Linked DNA regions of Anas platyrhynchos: region 1 is linked to region 2. Evidence: chromatin contacts called from public Hi-C data. All regions are on one chromosome and are shown on one strand. The core of a region is the stretch at or near the end of the contact, and the rest is flanking DNA. Distances in the headings are between cores, read along the strand shown.

Evidence for each region. A called contact is a pair of places that touch in the nucleus more often than the background predicts.
Region 1: a contact with region 2 is called in a Hi-C map of subcutaneous adipose tissue, with 2.3 times the contacts expected there. The contact joins two enhancer-like sites. A contact is called at or near these places in 2 of 8 Hi-C or Micro-C datasets (liver and subcutaneous adipose tissue).

What each region holds. Positions count from the first base shown.
Region 1 is chr5:38,017,750-38,020,878 of IASCAAS_PekinDuck_T2T, forward strand. ZFYVE26 (zinc finger FYVE-type containing 26) reads right to left here. Exons shown (of 42, transcript XM_072038844.1): 27 at 2,318-2,416; 28 at 325-482. Among named protein-coding and RNA genes, the nearest start is that of VTI1B, 25 kb to the left of the region's middle. Within about 2 kb of position 1,327, at least 1 of the 8 cell types and tissues checked has an H3K27ac peak or open chromatin away from gene starts, as enhancers often do.
Region 2 is chr5:37,946,716-37,949,934 of IASCAAS_PekinDuck_T2T, forward strand. It overlaps PLEKHH1 (pleckstrin homology, MyTH4 and FERM domain containing H1), which reads left to right. Exons shown (of 29, transcript XM_072038845.1): 24 at 1,458-1,599; 25 at 2,514-2,656. Among named protein-coding and RNA genes, the nearest start is that of PIGH, 18 kb to the right of the region's middle. Within about 2 kb of position 1,331, at least 4 of the 8 cell types and tissues checked have an H3K27ac peak or open chromatin away from gene starts, as enhancers often do.

The DNA.
Region 1 (3,129 bases), core at 77-2,576, 71 kb after region 2:
TTCTGACACTACCTTAGTCACTTCCAAATTCACAAGCAACAGGCATTTTGAGGAAATAGTACTGCTTCTAAGCAATAAGACAAGACTGCCAGCACAACTGCAAAAATCAAAATTAATCTTTCACTTCGCAGTGAAAGCAGGTAACTGGTGCCTGTCTCCTCAGCTACGCTAAATAGAAATCAATGGTTAAAAATCCATGGACTAGCAATTCTTTCAAGCCTACAGTGATGTAGGCAAACTTGCTAAAGTAGCTAAGGGTTTTTAAGAAACATATTACAGGCAACTGTTGACATTAAGGTCACAGTTCTAATTTTTGCTCCTTACCATGGTGAAGCGTTCAGATTTGCAAACCATACATATTGTTTCAGTGTCATCGGGTATCCATTCTTGCTTTGGAGGAGGCTTTTCAGGTGGCACAAATTCCTGAGGAAACAAATTTTGCTGCAAGCTTCTTTCTCTGGGACTTGCAGATACTGTTACACCTTAAAAAAAGCCAGGACAAGACAAACATGGAAAGGGATTTAAGCTGTTTAATGGAGTCTTGAATACCAAAAAACACTACAGACTTACTGAGACTCACAAGACTATTATCAAGACCATTATCTTTCACCTAGGCATAGCAGAGTAACATTGTGTAAGGAGTATAAATGCTATAAGCTAAAACTCTAAGATTGTAAGCTTCTAATACTTCAACACTAATGAGCAAGAGTACATAATTATTAGTAGATCTTTACCACAACAATTAGAGAAGTATAAGGTAACTTCAACATCTATACTTGTACCATAAGCAGAGACTTGAAGGAGGGAAAGAAAACACACAGGAATATGAATACCAAATAAGTGGTATAGCATAAAACAGAACCTTAAGGATGCCCAGTGTTGACATTCCTGAAGACTAAGAATTTTCTTTATTATCTCAGGAGAGATACAGTATTGCTAGAAACAGCATATGCCTCCTTGTCTAGTCTGCTTTAAAACCTACTGTTGGTAAAAATCAGTTCAAAGAGGCAACAGTTTAAGTTTTTGGCTTTTAGCTTCTTTGACCTTGCCAAAGAAATATTAACTGAATCAAATTTATAGCAGTAGATAGACTCTTGGTTTATATGATGTGAGCCAGTTACACTTAAGGCTAACTAAAAAGTTCAACAGCCCTACAAGCCACCTTCTATGTACATGGACATTAAAATAAAGAAAAAAACTCCATTCCAGTAAAGCTAACTCATTCAAGTGGATGCTGGATTGCAAAGGAACATTAGAGAACAATTCACTCAGGTTTTGTAACAACATATAGATATTAAGCTGACCACTAGGAGAGAAACTGAAGAGCTACACAGCCAAATCCAAGACACGCTGTCACCTCACATATGCAGTGCAAGCAGAATCACCAGCTCAGTATAGATAACCAGATAACAGTTCAGAGCCCTGAACCGGAGATCAAGATAGCACAGGCCCATCACTCACTGAGAACCACCAGCCTTGGAGGTCTGCGGATACCCTTGGCTAGTCATTTCACTGAGAGCACACACTATGCATCTCTCACAATACGTATCTTCTGAAGCATGCATCTCTTGCATTAGATGCAGAATGGACCCTACAAATGAATTTGTGGTTGTTTTTAAACCACTAGTATTCTTGTTTTGGATTAAATTATTTTGTTTCTATTTATTTGCGTTTGAAGACTGTGAGTGGAGCCCTCTCAGACAATAACAAGGCGTGTTACCCCTCAGGTCACAAAAGGGATCCTAGAAAAAAATTAATTCAAGGACTGAAAGAAAGAAGAAAATAGACAAAAGGATGAGATTTCTACTGGAAAACCAAAGTTAAAATTGAGGAAAAAAAGAGATAATGAGAAAAAAAAGAGGAAGTACCACTACAGTGAGTGGGCTTCAAGAAAAGCTCTGCCTATACATCCAAAGATAGCACAGAAATCAAGACATAGGAAGATTAACCTGCAGCACCATTAATCCACTTACAACCTAGCTGTGACAAACAGATAAACCTTTTTCTTCCTGCAGATGTAATCCAGTTCTGTGTTCTGCTCAGACTTGTTTTTCCCCCCTGCAGTGCCTGAAATGGATTTGTGTGCTGACTCTTCAGATATTTTGTAGATATCTACCAAAAAAACAAAATAAAACTATGCCCTTCCTCTTCTCCTTCATGTCTTATTTTAACTGGGCCCAAATCACCAATACAGAGACCTACAGACCTGCATTGAACATGACCTAAGTTATTACTTAGTGGTAGTACACACTTCAAACATAGATAAGGGATAAAAAGAACAAATTGAAAGAAAATAGCATAGAGATCTTACCCTTACCAGTAAAACTGGCAGAAGACAGTTCTGATGATCCTGATTTAGACGTTGCTTCACACTCCAGTATTTGACTGAGATTTTCTTGGATACGTATCACAGAATCTAGGACAGAGTAAAAAATCAGAGAATATTGTTCATACATCTGCTTGTTTTAACAAACGTCACAGGAATACATTCACAGGAGTACATAACAATGTTAGTACAAACAGGATTAGCTGTGTAATTACAAATTATTATCTTTTAAGAAAATTAGCCCACAATGATTCACGTGCGACTATATAAAACGCAGAGAAAGGGATCCTTAGAGCAGTGGACTACTGACAGGCACAAGAATAATCCAGCAGAGAAAAAGTATTGTGTGTGAGAATAATAAATTGATACAAGGTACCCATTGCAAATATTGTTTCACATTGCAGCAGAAGGAACATACTTGCTAAGTTATAGGTCATTTGGCAGGAAGAGATAGACGATGCCTTGAGAGCTGCATCTTTAAATTATGAAATGGTATCAACATTTTGAAAACGCTATAAAGCGAGCTAGGACAACATATGTAGGAACAGGCAGACAAATACAGACAGGCAAGCACATCGTGCACTTCCAATGCAGTGAAACAAGACCACTGGACTTGATCTGGAGCACCCTCTGCTGTTCCAGTTACAAAACCCTCAAGCACAGAGCCAAATGCAGAACCGCTGACAACACAGATGAGAACTGATCGACAAAACAGAAAAGAGAGCTGTGCCAAGAATGTTAAATAGAACCAATAAAAAAAGGAACAGGAGTCTAGGAGGAAGGAAGAGCATGCACATTTCCCC
Region 2 (3,219 bases), core at 81-2,580:
AACACTCGTAGACCACATATATCTCTGTAGATGGCCGGTAATTTATAGTACTGTTAGTGCCAAAAGTATTTTAGCTAAGATGATGTCAGATCCTACATGAGATGCAGTGACTTTTGTCTGTGTGTGGTATGTGTATACAAGAGGGTATATGGTCTAGAGATAAAACCCAAAGCACTTTGCAATAGTGGAACAGAATTAAAATGGGCTAAAAACTAGCTACTTGGCACAATGTCATTTGTCTAGATCCTAAAATGTAATTAAATAACACGTGTTAGGTGAGAGCAAGAGAAACCTGGGGAAATAATCACCAGTGAAAATGAAACTTGCAATTAAGCAAGGAATTATGAAGTTGAAAAGGATACAAGAACAACACTCTAAATGGCAAGAGCTTTAAGGAGACATGTAGTAGCAGTGCCTAGACTTTATAAGGAAAGAGATAAATGTTCAATCTAGATGATGAGAGATAACAGAGGAGAAAACTATGAGACACAGGTATAAAACTAAAACTGGAACAAGTTCATCATTTATATTAGAAACAGGAATTCTGAATTAAAGTGAATGGAGAGCTGTGCATGAGAACTAGTAATGGCTTTCTGCCTGTGAATTCTGTTTGGAGGCGAAACAACCCTCCTCCCCCCAGATTAAAAAGCCACAAAGTTTTGCATTGAACACATGAAGATTTTGGTGACAGTAGTGGTGAAACTAAGCTTCTGTGAGCTTTGAAGCAGAAATTATTGCTTTTGACTCAAAAGTATTTTTTTCAGGAGTGAACCTTTGCAATATTATTTTGTTGGACTGGGATGTGCTTAGACTGTACAGCAAGGATATTTTGATAAGGTCTTTCCAAGGTTGGTCTGTTCTAACTGCAAGGACTCTGATAAGATGTGTAAGGTCACTACGGTCCTCATGGTGTTGTGAGTTTTGAATTGATATAAAATAATTAACTGAACCACTAGAATTAGTATCTTCTGTGGCACTGTGTAATATATCATCATAGGTATAGCTTTAAAATGATATTTGAAGTAGATGGTGTGGACTGTAATAGGCATGCATGAGGAATGGTTTGGGGAAGCATTCCCCCTGCTCGTATTTTCAGCCTGCATTAGTCATCTTGCTGTACCAGGTCAAAGAAATTGAGCGTAAAGAGAAAAATCAAAGCTTCCTAGTAGTTTTTACAAGAATGCCTTACTTTTTGCAATAAAGCCTGCTAATTGGGTTTCTTATTTCCCGCTAAAACAATTTTTTTAATAACAATCTCAGAGTAAGCACTCAAAACAGAGTTGGTAAAAATAACAAGTCTGCAAGGCCACCATGTAGAAGTTTGTACAATTCTTACCTTAGAGCAGAGAGAGCTCTGTATTCTGTGATAAGCAGAGAAGGCCATCTCTTAAATATTGCCTGTCTGTGCTTGATGGGGACAGACAGACACTAATCACCTATAATCCTCTACTTTTTAGGCTGTATTTTCGGAGCCAAGCCAAGGGTGAGACAGACCGGGAGCGGTTGCTGCTGGCCTTCCAAGTCAGCAATGAAATAGTCAGTGGAAGGTTTCCTGTTAATAAAGAATTAGCTCTGGAAATGGTTGCTCTGATGGCTCAGGTGAGCATTATTACAGGCAGAAGTCATTGTTTCTTGGTCCTCTAGAGAGTACAGCTGTATGCTGAATGTCTTTGAGTAAGCAGCTATCTTTTACATCAAAAGTGATATTTCTTACCAAAAATACGGTCTGAGGTGTACCGTGCCAAACGCATCACACCAGCATAGCTGTATCAGTAGAATACCTTTTGCTATAAGGAAATTTCCTGTGGAACATCCTCTTCTTTCCTTCTGAAGAAAAGTATTGGAAAACACGATGGGGCTGGACTCTCCCCAGAACTGCTCTGATTAGTGCCTTAGTAAAGATATGGAAATAGTATTGCCTATTAGAAGTCTGTTTAATAGTAAAAGCTTTCACCATTGCACTGCCAATAGCCTCTTATTATTATTCAAGGAACAGCATTTTGTAGAATTTTCCATTAGACCTCCAGGCTTACGTTTAGCATTTTACCGCATAAAACGCATTGTAAGAGTTGTGGGCATGATAAACAGCATAATCATTTTTTACTGAGCTGAAACCAATTGTTGCACTTGTTAAAACGATGTGAAAAGAGATGAAGAAGTTGGGAACATTGTCCATACTATTTACAAATAGGGTGTTGTTTTAATTGGCTAATTGAGAATAAACCCCAAAAGCTTGGCAGTTATACAGAAGTGTCTTCTTACATGTAGCTGGCCCAGATGTTGTTTTGCTTTTTCTTAGATCAGTAAAGAATTCCTTGAGCAGTCATGTCTCCCATAGTTGCTCTGTTGTACACTTATTGTTGTAAATACTGCAGACAAAATTCCCCAGCCTGATGTTTTGCATGACTAGTTAAAACAGTAGATAGCAGTATGGGAACCTGTGGAATGATCTATTGCACTAAAAACCCCACAGTTATGTTGTACTACAAACTTTACGGTACATGCTGTCTTAGGTGGAATATGGGGATTTGGATCGACCGGGATCTTCAAGCCCTGGGGGAACATCACAACCCAAAATGCAGCATCTTCTCCACCAGGTCTTAGACAAATTCTACCCCAAACGCTACAAGCAAAACATTGCTCCTGAACAGCTCAAGTAAGTTGTTTGTCCTCTTAAAGTCTGCACTGAAAACAATTTATTATGCTTGCAAAATTCTCTCTTGATACTTAAGAAGTTTCAAGGAGCTCATTAAGTTTATATTAACGTAGAAGCTTAAACAACACAAGTGTCAGAAAAAAAGGTTCCTTCAAAATAAAATGGTAGTTAACTAATAAAAAAAAAAAAGCCAAATCACCAACTAACTTTCCCCAAATTAAGAAGTTTAAGCCTTTCACTTCCAGATTATGCAACCCAGTTCCAACAAATTCCAGCATGTCTAAGCCTAAAATGAATTCTCTTTGTGAATTTTCATTTTACCCTTCCTCTAAGACTCAATTGAACCCAGATGCCATTTGCATCATGCCGCAAAGCCAGCACATATGGGCTGCTTCAGGCCATGCAGTAATTCTGACAGGGCTTTTTGATGTTCTGACTTAGAAATTCTCAAACACTATGCAGTGATCCCAATTACTCAAATACAGAATTCAGATGCTGTTGTGGATCTCAGCTCTAACTCTTTTAATGAAAGAGTGGTTTCTCCCAGATCCAAAGTTACTAAG